Regions from separate parts of the Mus musculus genome. Here region 2 is linked to region 1. Evidence: chromatin contacts called from public capture Hi-C data. All regions are on one chromosome and are shown on one strand. The core of a region is the stretch at or near the end of the contact, and the rest is flanking DNA. Distances in the headings are between cores, read along the strand shown.

Evidence for each region. Capture Hi-C pulls out chosen DNA fragments and counts their contacts.
Region 2: a contact with region 1 is called in a capture Hi-C map of embryonic stem cells, with 7 times the contacts expected there. The contact joins the promoter of Cntn1 here to the promoter of Syt10 in region 1. A contact is called at or near these places in 1 of 39 promoter capture datasets (the 3T3-L1 cell line) and 1 of 9 other capture datasets (embryonic stem cells).

The regions. Positions count from the first base shown.
Region 1 is chr15:89,838,194-89,845,422 of GRCm38.p6, forward strand. It overlaps Syt10 (synaptotagmin X), which reads right to left and starts at 3,667. Exons shown (of 7, transcript NM_018803.2): 1 at 3,426-3,667. The coding sequence starts at 3,576.
Region 2 is chr15:92,048,541-92,055,769 of GRCm38.p6, forward strand. It overlaps Cntn1 (contactin 1), which reads left to right and starts at 2,625. Exons shown (of 24, transcript NM_001159648.1): 1 at 2,625-2,783.

The DNA.
Region 1 (7,229 bases), core at 2,417-4,916:
GCTGCAAGCTGAAGTCATGGTGCGAGTCTTTTTAGTGTAGGTTAAGATAGAGTGGTCACACTTTCAGTTCAGTGGGCTGGGCTTATTAGGTGCACTTTAGAATTTGATTATTGGCTTCTGATTGGGACACAACCTCATCAAAACTCTTTTATACAGAGATTCCCAGTTTTCTTAGAATTTCTATAAGCTAAGTTCATTTACTACGTGACACTTCACTCACTCAGCAAGTATCTGTTGAGACTTTAGAATGCATGTCAGGTTTTTCTAGACATACATTTATGGGCTTAATGTGCACATTAAGCATATTACTGCCCATTAGAAAGAAAATTTTTTGATAAATATTTGCTGAATAATAGCACTTCTAAAGGATAGAATGAACTTGGAATAATTTGTCTAATTTTTTTTAAGAATCTGTTTTCCCATATTAAAATTGTACAAAACAAATCTGAACATGGATGAATTAGATGCTTATTAAAATATTTATATTAGGGTTAGTTATCCACAGCTGTGGCATGTGGCTGTGAACTTCAATGGCCTTGCTTAGTGGTGGATCTGGAGCTCTGACTTCCAAGCAATATAAGGTTCTTAAACTTGATAAACATTTATGCAACTGTCAAAACCTGTCCAGAAATGAGCATAAAACCAGCTAAAAATGATTATGTATACTGTATATACTATTATAGTATATCTTAGAAATAACCCCCAAGAGGAACCTATTTCTTTGCATTTCCCATAAGCTCTCTTGGTTATATCATGTTGTGCACTAAATGACTTTATAGGGTAACATATCGATTTTGGGGTCATTCAATGTCTTTTGTTTTTAAGCTTCTCTCACATCTAGTTTTTTTAAAAATGAACTAACCAGTACCCCGGAGCTCTTGACTCTAGCTGCATATGTATCAAAAGATGGCCATCACTGGAAAGAGAGGCCCATTGGACTTGCAAACTTTATATGCCCCAGTACAGGGGAACGCCAGGGCCAAAAAGTGGGAGTGGGTGGGTAGGGGAGTTGGGGGAGTGTATGGGGGACTTTTGGGATAGCATTGGAAATGTAAATGAGGAAAATACCTAAAATAAATGTACACATGGCGCACCTCATAGTATTGTTATACTACATTGTATTCTATGGAGTACTGTTGATTCATCTAATGACTTTTACTAAGCATCTAAGAAGGGCAGTTTAGTTAGCATTAGTCACTACAGTCTAAATCTCCAACATTTCACCAATACCTGAGCTTGATTGGCTGGACGGTGGACCCTCCAGGGCCGCATCTCTGTCCTAGTGATATACTAGATTTCTAACTCCCTTCCTGTGGCAATGACTTTGTCTGGGATTACATGAATCTTTCTCTTGCTGTTACTGGGTGACAGATTGAAGAGTGATGCAATTTCAAATCTCAAGATTGTCACTGCAATGTAAAAAGAACACTGTTAGCTATAACGCACCGGTTACTTTAAAAGTGAACCACTATCATATCAATAAAAGTCACCTACAATGCAGTCAACAGCAACCGTTGGAAGTGCTTTCATGCAGGAGCCATAAAAAAGGGCCCACGTTGTGAGAAAATCCACAGAACAGCAGGCATCTGAGTAGCTAGCTGATATAATTAAACATTTAGCAAATAACCATCAAGTCTGCTTCTATTATCCATTAATATCGGAGCACTAAACTCAGAACCCTTTGCTTTTAACTGATTTCACAGTTTACAAATGAAAAAGCAGAGGACTCTCCTTTATCTTCGAATGTCATGAGTAATTTGTGGACTGTCTTTCTCTAGTGAGAGCTACTGTCTATGTTCACATATCAGACAGGATCTCCCACTTTAATAGTACGTATTGTCCTTAAAGAAAGAAAAATACTGAATTGTTTTAGAGTCATTTTTCTTCATCCCCTTCTCTCCCCCAAATGAATGTCTAATGAGAATTAGGACTACAGTTAAGCACTGTAGTGATTATGAAAACCTCAGAACTCTTACTGCCATTTACATACCATGAAATTTACATACCTCGAATTAACACAATTACACATTTTGGACAGTCGAGAACCGAACCTGTTTTAGCGTCCATTTGTCATGCAATTTCTAACACTGTTAGCCAATGAGAGCCAGGAAACCACCTCTTCGTGTGTAATCGCAAGGGCCAAGAAAGAATAAGAATTAGGGGTATGGCCTCTGCATTGACTATTGGTGATCAAATACATGTCCTTAGAATTAAGTGTTCTCACTTCCTCCACTCTGAACCTAGGCTTAATGTTCACTTAAAGGCATTTTAGACGAGCTTACTCGGTTTACAGAGGTCTTTACAGTAGCAGCAGCACTTTGATTTTTTTTTTTTTTTACATCCTTTGCATCACACACACACACACACACACACACACTCACACACGCGGTTTAAATGGCTTTGGTTGTGTTTATACATTTAAAAAAAAAAGACGCTTCTATCACACTGACAGCAACAACAATGTATCATTCTGCTTCAAGAGTCCCTGGTTCTGATAAGCTCAGACAACCCCCCCTGCCCCCCCCCCCCCCCCCGCCCTGCTTCTGTTGCCATCAGCAGAGCATTTGGAAACCTTGGAGACAGTCAATGTAAACAACCCAAAGACACAGCTAAACCAGACCCATTCCCATCCCACCAGACTCTCCCTTCCTTTGTCTAGCTCTTAGGGTCGATGGTGAAACCATAACTCTTCTTTCATCTTCTGCACTTCTCTCCTGAGCCTGACGTTGCGGTTGCGCTTACCTGTTGCCCTGGCTACCCAGAAGGTAGAAACCCTTGCCTGGAGACCAAAATGACTCGAGAAAACAAAGTGAATGAGACAAGACCCCCCCACGCACGGAGCCAGTGCATCTCCTAAAGCGATCAAGTGACCCTGGGGTCATCTGATTACATCTCTTCCCCCTGATATTTGCTTCCAAGGTTCTGGACGCAACTGGAAAGGATTTAAAATCTCTTTTCCATTTTTTTGACAAGTGTCCTGAGTGCCTGGTGTCAATAGTCCCTACCCTTTCGCCACGGTAGCCAAGAAGCGCTAGAAAATTACATATGCATTATAAAAGGCATTGGAAGCTTTGAAGAGCTCGACAGGTTGCATCTGAAAGTTAGAGCTGAGGGATCCTTCCTGCGTTTGGGGCTTGACGACACAGCCTTCCCTCTAGAACTAGGTTCCTTGAGGCCAAGCGCAGATTCTCCTGCCAGGCTGGGTGATTCTGCTACACCCTGCAGGACAAGCTAGAGCACCGAGTCCCTGGGACGCCAGAGCAGCAGGTGGGAGAGCGCGAGAGCAGCCTGGGAGCAGAGACCTAGCAGGTGCAGGCAACAAATCCAGCGAGCAAGTCCCCCGAGGCCCGGCAAGATAAGCTCCAGCCAGGAAGTCAGCCCCGAAAATGCCCCTTGTCCCGGGAAGCGCAAGCGGATCCCCTTACCTGTGCCACCTCCTCCCTGGCCGCTCCTATCGGCTGGAAAGATGCCCGAACACTTGTCCCACTCCACCTGACCCGCGAAGCACAGCTCGGTGATGATGTGCAGCGCCTTCTGGCACAGGCTGCTCACACCGTCCTCCTTGCGGAAACTCATCTTGGCTTCTGCTCGCAGCTCCGTTGATCTCCCTTGGTCTGAGGCAGAGCCCTAAGAGTTGCGAGTTGGCCCCATGGTTGGCACGGGCGCAGGAGGGCGGCGCGCGCCAACGGACGCTGCTGCCAGGTCTGCGCTTCTCCTCGGAGCGCTCGGAGGCGCGCGCGGAGCCCAGCCGGCGGGGAGCGAGGGGCGGCGGCGCGCAGAACGGCGCCTCCCGGGTGCTGGGCGGCGCGGCCAATGGCAGGCTGGCGCGGGCAGCGGGGGCAGAGGCGACAGTGCCCTCCATACACCTTTCTGAGCCCCCGTCACACTCTTTTCATTTCTCCCTTTCAATCCAACTTTGCTACTCCCTGGTCCCTCCCCGATTCTTTATCTTTTAAAAAAAGAAAGAAAGGAAAAGCTATTCCCCGTTCCAGACCTGCGGATCTTTATTTTTATTTTTAAATAAAAGTAATCAGAAGACAGGTCATGCGAGGTAGAGTGACACCTGTTTACAATTTGTTTTTAAACGACTTGGAACAATGATAGTTTGGGGATAGAGAACGTTCTAGGTAAGAACACTGTTATCACCAGCAGTGAGGTTCATCAGAAGTTGGGTTTACCCGGCACTGTGAACAGGAAAATTTGAATTCACTGTCATCTACAGAACGAAATATGCCATCCATCAGGGTTTTATTTATTGAAATCATAACTCGTGACTGAGAGACGCCACTTGATTCTAGTTTCTTCTCTGCTGGCGGCTTAAACAGTGCGAAGACAAGATTTCTGTGTCAAACGAGTGTGGGGGATTAGGTTCAGTGCAATCAGCTACAGGCGCACTCTTAATTGTAAAGACATTGTTTTGAAGTCTTTTTCACAGCCTGTTAGAACAAAGGGCTTTAATGGGGGGCATCAATCCCCCGACCCCCGTCTAAATTTCTCTAATTCAAGTTGGTGTAAATCAGCAATGAAGCTGAAGATACAAAATAAAATTAGAAAGCAGTTACCCCAGGCTATGATAAAGCTACCACAGGCTATGATAAAAGCAACTACTCAGTTTAAAAACCCTTTCCACACCAGCCCGTGAATCAGATAGTTCTTCACTCTCTGTTTTCCAATTCCAAGTCGCCAGTCTTATCCTCAGCTTTGTAGAAGACCATTTGCTGCTGCCACAAAGTTCTCTCAGCCCCCATTTCCCACAGGATAATGCAGAACTTCTCCTCACTGAATCCCTTTATCTCAGTCTCTAACCCCTGGAGGTACTCCCTGTAAACCCTCTGGCCATACCTGCCTGAGTAGCCAATGCAATCTTCACTTTCCTTCCTGCCTTCCAATCATCCCCAGACCTGTAGCTGACCACCTGCCTGGGGCCCCTCCTAGATCTCTGCCTCTATTTACAGGGAACCACTTTGCTCCTGCCAGGAGAACAGGCAGGCTACCCTCCCTCCAGTGTACTCTCTCAGTTCCACCACTCCTATCTAGCCCATTCCCATTTCTCGGGACAGCTCCCAATACCTAGAAACACTTTCTAACCCAGGAATCCCAGTGACCACCGAAACACTCCTTACCAGGCATACCTCTTAATCTTTTAAAATAGCTACTCCTTGGGGATCAAGGGTTCAAGTCTATGAGCCTGTAGAGACTGTTCTCATTCAAGCCACGACAAGGAGGGGTGATCAAAGAAGGAGAAGGTAGAAAGCAGGAGGGGGGGGGTTGAAGAGGGACACTTAAAGCCATTTGAGGAGTCATATAGAAACCCAATACAGTAGAAGCTTCTAAAATGTACACATATATGAAAGTGATCTAACTGAAATCACCAAATAATGAGGAAACAGAGCCCTACCTGCACATCCCTCAATTAAATGAAACTTCCAAGTCCATGGATAGGTTATAGTTAATGTAGTTATTGTTCAAAGGGTCCCATAGAAGCCCCAAACAACTCAAGCTATTGTCAAAGGTATTGGTGGCTCTCCACTAGATGACAGAGAAGCCATTCCGGTAAAGACAACACCTACACAACTCACTGAAGATGGAGAAGTGGTGCTCTTGCCGACACTGGGACTTCACTCCTATGGACCAGTGTTCATGGTTACTGGAAGGTACGTGGGATGTTTCTGAAGAAGAAAGGTAAAAACCGACCCAGCTACAAACCCTTCCACTTGTAATTGTGACCTGCCTGCAAGATACAATGGGGCAGTAATGCTACAAGCATTGTAGGAATAACCAGCTAGTATTTGATTGGATTTAAGTCCTGCTCCAGGAGATGGAACTCATACCCAACCGTGCTTGGGTGGCCAAGAACCTGAGACTAGAGAGACAAGGGAGTGGGGTATCCTTGTATGAAGACTCCCCCTCCCCAACCCTTACCCAGAATATGTCTCCAACTGGTAACTGCTTACAAATGAAAACTTAGTTTACTCCAACAGAGTTCACTGGTTATAGAAAACATGCTTAGGACAGGCCACACGCTCAGCAGTAGATGATCAATACAAAACTAACTCAATGGCAATTTTGGAAGGTTATTTGTCTCAGGGCTTCTTTTCTCTTTCTTTTTTTCCTCCTGTTCCTTCTCCTCCTTCCTTCTCTTTTTAAACCTTATAGTTGTTTTATATATATATTATGTGTACTGGCTGGTTTTGTGTGAATTTGACATAAGCTGGAGATATCACGGATAAAAGAGCCTCCCTTGAGAAAATGCCTCCATGAGATCCAGCTGTAGGGCATTTTCTCAATTAGTGATCAAGGGTTGGAGGGCCCATCGTGGGTGGTGCCCTGGGCTGGTAGTCTTGGGTTCTATAAGAGAGCAAGCTGAGCAAGCCAGGGGAAGCAAGCCAGTAAGTAACACACCTCCATGGCCTCTGCATCAGCTCCTGCTTCCTGACCTGCTTGAGTTCCAATCCTGACTTCCTTTGGTGATGAACAGCAGTTTGGAAATGTAAGCCTGAATAAACCCTTTCCTCCCCAACTTGCTTCTTGGTCATGATGTTTGTGCAGGAATAGAAACCCTGACTAAGACATTGTGCTTTATGGTTGTATGTTTCATGAAACTTATGTTTGTGTCTCTGCGTGCTTTTTCTTCTTTTACTTTTTCATTGTCTCTTGTTCGTGTTTGTTCCTTTTGTCATATTGCGCTATTAAAATATTTCTGTTATTATTAGTTTTTAGGTGTCTGTTTTCTGACAAGAAAGAGAAAGGGATGGTGTAGAATTTGGTGGTGGTGGGGAGAGAATCTGGGAGAAGCGGTGTGGGGTGTGTGTGTAAAACCACAATCAGGGTATATTGTATGGATATGAAATTTATTTCAATCAAAGGAAAATAGCAGAGAAAAAAATCATTTTCATGTGATTCACTCCCATGTTGTATCCCTAGGGTTTGATTATCTATTATTAGGCAAAGGAGACATAATTTCTGAAACAGAACATGCTGAGCATGTTTGTTTTCTCGTTCTGTTAAAACACAGGATTTTATTTTCAGCTACCAGTCAGTCTATGGTTCATGTCTCCTGGATGGACAATACGGTAAGGCTCACCGTAAGGATTAGGAACAGCAGCACGGTGGGTAAGCATTCATTAGCTGAGTCACTTTTACCTGATTCATAGGAACACTGAGTGGTATGACACAATCTAGAAACACTAAAATCTGCAGGGTTCTTTTGTTTTTGCCTTTTTTTGTTT
Region 2 (7,229 bases), core at 1,375-3,874, 2.2 Mb after region 1:
CAGAACTCTGTGACTGCTTAGGAAATTGGGTCCATCCGTGGAGAGAGCAGAACTGCCCTGAGCGACTTTTCAAGATGTCCAGATATGTTACCCACCTTTCGGCCAGGGGGAGGCAATCCAGACTGTGTTCCAACAATGCCCTCCTAGCTCTAGTGAGGAAAGTAGCCTGGAAAGTGAACCTGCTCATTTGGCTTCTCATCAGCTTTCTTCATGCCTCAAGTCCCAGACTCACCAGCTGTGATCTCAGCCTTGTGGAACAGATCTCATGCTTAGCTACTGATTGTGCCCTGAGTAGTCGCTAATGTAAGAGGGTGCTTTCACACATTTTGTAAATATGGGGAAATGAATATACCAATGTAATTGTTTTGAAAAAAAAACCATCAATAAGAAGATGATTCAGGGAGGAGAAAGGGAGGGAGCTGGACACGGCCCATACCAGATAAATTTATGTAGTGGAAAAAAAATAATGATTGTTTGGTCTTACAAGCTGAGCTCTATTTGTGTCTAGATGTTCACTGGAGCAAGTATTTAGTCCTGTTGCGCATCTATTAGGATTAAGCTCGGAATTGTAACAGCACAGATCCCAGAGTACGTGAAATTGGTTTGGCAAAGAGCAAAGTGCTGTGCAGCAGGCATTGCTAGCGTTCCTGTGCAAATAGAAACATAGGTGTGCCGTGAACAGGCGCACAGACTTTGCTCTCTGAGGAGAGCTGTTACAAAAACCCGGCGAGAGTACCTTATTTGAAAATAAATACGCCTGGTGAGATAGAAATAATCTGAATGCAATTAATAACTCTTTGTGTGCATGCACACACATGTTTATGAGGTCAGGAAATACACAACCAGCAGTATGTGCTTAGAAAGAAATAACCTCCAAAAAAGCCAGTTTATCCTTGCTTGCCCGTAACGCATCTATAATGCTAATACTTGTTCAGTGAAGAACGAAGGGATAAGAAGAGGAAATGGTGGAGTTTTTAGTAGTCTGCTCATTGACTGTTGCAATGCTCATGAAACTGAATATTCAGTATTTTTTCCCCTTTCATTCTATGCTTTCTCCTCCCAGAGGAGAGTGTATTGGAAGGCAGCACAAAGCCCAGGTAGTTTAGATTTATTGAACAATCAAGAGATACTAACATTGAAAACTCATTCCCTACTAGGCTGTTTGCTAATTTTTGTCCTGCCAGGCTCCCGTTCCGAGTTCTGCATCTCATTGCTGCTCAGCTTTGTTACAGGGCAGAAAATATGGATGGCACAGGACAAGCGCACTGTAATCCAGGAATTTGGTGCAGTTCAGTAGGAAAACTGGAGTGTGTATTAAAGGAAGAAGATAGAAAGCTAGCAGGCATGTTATGGGGGGGTGGGCAGGGAACAACTCAGGAGCTGTTGATACTTTGTAGCAATTGCAAGACTATCTCTGGCAAACAGATCGAATCAATTGTTCCTTGTATATTACACCCCCCCCTCCTCTTCTGTAAAGACTGAGTCTTACAGTGCTGTAAAGAGAATACAGCAAGATGGACCCGATGGTATTAAAAATCTGAGCACTGACCATCTGCACTTAGCTTTGGGTAGCATCAGCCTTCTCTTTGGTCCAGGAGGCTGGTCTTTTACCAACCCATCCATGTACATTCATTCTTTCTTATGTTCAGCATGCGTTAAGATGGTTAAGTTACCTAGCTAGAAGACAAATGGAGCTCTTTGGAAGAAGTGGGTGTCTTCTTTCCTCAATAGGTCCTGAGAGAACACACTACTCCAATTTTATTTACAGTTCTCCTTGGTCTTTCGCTAAGGAGTCCCTCAGATATAGCTTTCTGGTTCCACCTGGATAGATAGCAGAGGTGACACTTGAGCACAAAGGCATTTTGCCCTCTTAAAAAACAGACTTAGGTTCACCCAGCTGTCTGGTTTCATATACCCCCCCCCCCCCCCCCACAACTTGAGCATGTGAGAGACTGGTTATCGATCAGTATTGTGCCATTACTTTAAATAAACACTTGTCACCCACGGAATTGCCCATGGCAAATGTCTCAGTTTGCTTTACTCTGAACGTTTATTTTATAGCATTTTCCCCCATTTTAAATACAGGACCCTATGTAAGCAAATTTTGGTTAAATGGTATATAGAGTTTCTACAATTTTTGCTCTGAGGAAATCTTTCATGACCTATGTGGTCAATGATAGGCAACTGCAAAGGAACAAAATCACCATTTCTGATTTGACTGCGATTTCTTTCCGCTTAATTGTGCATCCCGTTTTCTGTTTCTTCACTGAAGTCCACGTTCATACTGAGCATTTTTTTTTGCCTCTGCTGGTGCCCCTGGTTGAATCTCCAGGAGCAGAGAATCTCTTTTAAAAGTTCCAGAGATCTGGCTTTGGCAGATCCTCCCTCCCTCTTGGAACCTTTAATGGTAGTTTCTAAGGGTAGTTTCCCTTCTCAGAGGCCCTCTGACCCAGAAGCAGAAGGTTTTCAATCCGCGGACTACAAGGACTCTTCGCTGGTGGGCTCAGAAGCTAAGAGTCAGTCCACAGAAACCCTAGAGTTGAGAATGACATCTCCTCTGTCCAATCAAAGGTGCAAGTTTCCCTCCGGTCCCCGCCTCCTCTCCCCGCGGCCCCAATAACTGCACTCTGAGGCCCCGGCTACTGCTGTCAAGTAGCTAGGGTGGGCTCCGCCTAAGCGAGGAGTGGCGCTGGGCTGGTGGGAGATGCGCTCCCAGCTGTTTGCAGCGGGAGCGGGAAAGCTGTAGGGCCAGGCAGCGAGGAGGCGACAGGAGTGGGGAACAGGTAGGAGGCAGGCTCGCCCTTCTGCAGAGCACAGGGAACGCGTGCTTCCCTGAGGCCACCCAGCCCCTGCCCCGCCCTGGTTACCCCGGCTCCCGGGGTCGCTGTAGCTGTCACCGCGACACCTATGACACCAATCAGAAGATGGGATGGAGGGGGTGGTGATGGTCTGGATGCTGGAGCCGGGGTGATGCACCGGGAAGGGTTGCTGAAAGGGGCCCCAAGGGGCACTGCGTCTGGGCAACTTTCCTCGCAGACGCAGCAGCTTGCTGCGGGGTCAGGCCTGGGGTTTGCCCTGTCGATGAGGTTGGGGGCTGGGGTCGCAGACGTGCCAGCTGCAGGAGCCGCGGGTCCTGTGAGCTCTTCAACTGCTCCGCATGCGGGGCGCCGCCTGCTCCCCTCCCCCGCACCTGCGGGGTACCCTCCAGCACAGCGCTGGCTGCCGGTGATGGCCATGAGGAAGGCAGGGGCTTGTACTTCCCCTGGCTAAAAACCAGCTCCCTTAGGGCTTGGTGACTGGGGAGAATCTCCGCATTTTCTGATGTATCCAATCTGAGGGAAAGCCAACGTACCTCCTCCACAAGGTTCTGCGGATTGGGCAGGGCAGAAAGGCAGTTTCCCACCGGCCTCGCTGTTTCCTACGGGGAACTACCACTTCATCTAATCAAGTGGCTGTGTCAGGATGAGCTCCAAAGCATCCTCCCTGGGTGACCGCATTTGGGCACTGGGTGTTGGCCCAGTGCCGATTCCTGCTGGAATCAGATTGCTGGTAGCAGTAGGGAGAAGAATTGCAGGGAAATCAGATACCCTGCTGGGAAAAATCCTGGGGGGAAAATAGGAATGGTGGGAAAGAAGCAAGAAGTGAGAGGTGTAGCCATTTCTGGCTGTCCTTTTTCTCCCCCCATGCCAAATCCAGCATGGGCATCAGTATGTGTGCCTGTGTGTGCACATCTCCAAGGTGGAGGAGCTATATATAGCTCCTGCGCAGCCAGCCGGTTTCTTTGCTGCTGAGCAGGCTGCCTTGGTCTTCTCAAGCAATCTGCAAGCACGGGGTGGGAGGGGTAAAATAGAATCAGATTCTTCATTGGGGGGGCGGGGGGGAAGCCAGGGAAGAGAGAAACTCAGAGTAACAACCCCCTCCCTACCTTCACACTCGGGATAACGTTTCTGTAGCTTACAGAAAGGGATGTATTCCAAAATTATTATTATTTTGAATGGATTTCTGGGTTTTATCCCACGTTTTTCGGATTCATGGTGCATATCGACCATTGCAGCTTGAAGTATATAAAGGCATCACATTAGTATATATCATATCTACAATAGTTTATTAATTCACTGGTGCACAATATTGTGCGCATGCTTGTATATCTTGGCTATTTGGAAATAAATTTATCTGTGTGGTAACTTGTAGCTAGCTACTCTCTGGGGTCTGGAAAGGACCCACCCACTTTTCAGGATGCAGGATTGTGGAACTGGTATGACCATCTGAGATAGTTTTGATGTAGTTCCTTGGACGCATCTTTCTTGTGGCTTATATAAATTTGTGCCGACATGATATTTCAGACGTATTTGTATTGCATGGACCTTCCTTTTATAAATGTTTGTACATTTATTTTTTTTTCCGTAAATTCAAAAAAAAATTGAGATTCAGGAGGAACAAATAGTGGGCTTAAAATCTGTCACAAATCTCAACTCTACTATTACTAAAGTCTACTGTGCATTCCTCTTCAAATATAAGACTCTGCAGTTTTCCGTAATTATTAGTCCCTGTAATAAATTTAAATAGTGTTGATATCAGCAAAAATATGTGCTGGGGTAACTTTTTTCTTTATATGCTTCAGAATTAATTTCTGAACTCCTAGATATTCTAATATATCAGAGGGGAGCTGGTGTTGAATTTGCCACCCCAACTGCCTGATTATCTGATTTGGGGAGTGTTTCATTCTTAGTTTTACTCTCATGGTATTCCAGGAAAGAATAACAGAGTTGGCATCTAGGTTTGTCAGGAAGCTTTTCTTAAATATCTGAGCATGTTTGCACTGTGGGAGTGGGAACACAGTTGACTGTGAATAAGCAGAGCTACTACTGATTATTATACAGAATCCACATTTATCAACTACATGCCGTTTTTAAAGCTACAACCTGGATCGCCTTGGACGATAATACAAGTGGAAACCTTGTCCATCACACTTAGTCTTATGTGGTTAACCTTATGTAGTACTTGTTTCATTATCTAGCTAGACAAAGAAATGCATTTCTGAAAAAAGGTTTTACTAATTATTTTTTTTTTTTTTTGAGAAAACTAGACTTTCCTAGAAAAAGGGAACCCCAGTTGAAAAATCACCATTCTCACTATCTTAGTCAGGGTTTCTATTCCTGCAGACAATATCATGACCAGGAAGCAAGTTAGGGAGGAAAGGGTTTATTCAGCTTACACTTCCACATTGTTGTTGATCCCCAAAGGAAGTCAGGACTGGAACTCAAGCAGGTCAGGAAGCAGGAGCTGAGGCAGAGGCCATGGAGGGATGTTCCTTACTGGCTTGCTTCCCCTGGCTTGCTCAGCCTGCTCTCTTATAGAACCCAGGTGTAGCATCACCCACAATGGGCTCTCCCAACCTTGATCACTAACTGATAAAATGCCTTACAGCTGGATCTCATGGAGACATTTCCTCAAGGGAGGCTCTTTTCTCTGTGATAACTCCAGTTTGTGTCAAGTTGACACATAAAACCAGCCAGTACACTCACCCTTTCCTGTTCCCTCAGTATTTTCTTACTTTCTAATTGATGCAGGAGTGCTCAGCCCATTGTAGGCAGCACCATCCCCACTCAGTGGGGCCTAGGCTATAAAAGGAAAGTAGCTGAGCTAGCCAGAGAAAGGAATTTAGCAGTCTTTGTGTTGTTCAGTGTATTATCACAGCAAATGCCACCCCCAAACAAACAAACAAAAACCAGCAAACACAAAAACAACAACAACAAAAAACAACCAACCAGCCAAACAAACCGGGACATCATGACCTATATTGTTTTACAATGACCACACTGAACATTCTAGGCAGGCTCAAAGACAAATGCTGAAACCCCATCATCATAGCAAATTATTCACATCAGTGTTGCAAAGGGATTTGAGGCTTATCTATTTGTCAATAGAGAGCAGAATTGAGGGCTACTTTTGGAAACTCTGTCTCCATTATCCTGCCAGTGATGACTCATGGCTAATGTGTGGGGTGTTTCTGTATTCTTACCCCAGAATGACTCAGTGGTCTAACACAGGTGATGACTGGATTCTGTTTTTACCATATATTCTTCCTTATGCACCACACACCCAACCAGAGAGTTTGGTAGAAGATAGACTAGATTTCTACAAGTAAGAGCATTCTATCTTACCCCACCCCAACCCAAAATCAACAAATAGGAAGTCATCACTGGTCCTTGGGACACTCTCCAAGTTAACCGTCTCCTTCCTCAGCTCTCTCTCTGGTCCTCACCATAATAGTCAAAGTGAATTTGCTGCATTTTCCATGATATATCCATTACCCTGCCCCCATGCCCATTAACATGGTCTATTCTCTGCTCTAAACAACCCATCTACTTTGTATGTACTTGTCTAATCTCTTGATGTCTTCAGTCAAGTGCTACCATTTCTACACATAAACTGTCTATGCTTAGCATCATCATATCCTAGAATCTACGTTCTCTAAGTCAATGGGAAGCCCCCTGCTTGACCAGTGCCGTATCTGTTTTCTGCTTATTACCAGTCTGTTCTTCCCCTCTGACAGATATTTTCCATGTTTTTTTCTCATCTTCCCCTAAATTTCAGCTGTAGACACCACAATCATCTGTTGTCAAGTTTTCTTACTTTTCTAAAGCCTCCTTCCTTGCTCTCCCTCCTATTTTGGCTTTCTTCCCCAAGATCTCAAATGACACGGTTCCTTCTGCAGTTCCATTTCTATTAAGTTCCTAATTGTCATGAATACTGTCCTGGTTAAGACATAGGCTGTGGGGGGCTTCGTTATGCAGATATATGAATATATATTCATTCACTATTGGGGTCTACAATAACACTGTAGAGGCGTTGCTGGTTTATCCTGAGAAAATGCATGGAAGGCATTCAAGACAGGACTTGGGCTACAGCAATTATTTATTAATTAATAACTGTTCTAGCATTATTTATAACTATGTGTATGGAGCATCATTGCCTATCCCCATTGATAGGCATCAGCCCTAAGCTGGCCATTAGTAATAGATGCTGTAACTTTCCATACAATTTTGTTTGTGATTAATACTTTGTAAGTTTTCCTTTCATCTAGAACTATCCACCATCTATTCAGTACTTTATCTGTTCTCACTCTAAATTCTAATGTGTATTCTCTGTTATCCACCCTATCAAATTCTTCTGTTGTTATAAATCTAGTTTGGCACAGTGGGCATTAAGCCATGTCTGCCAGCATA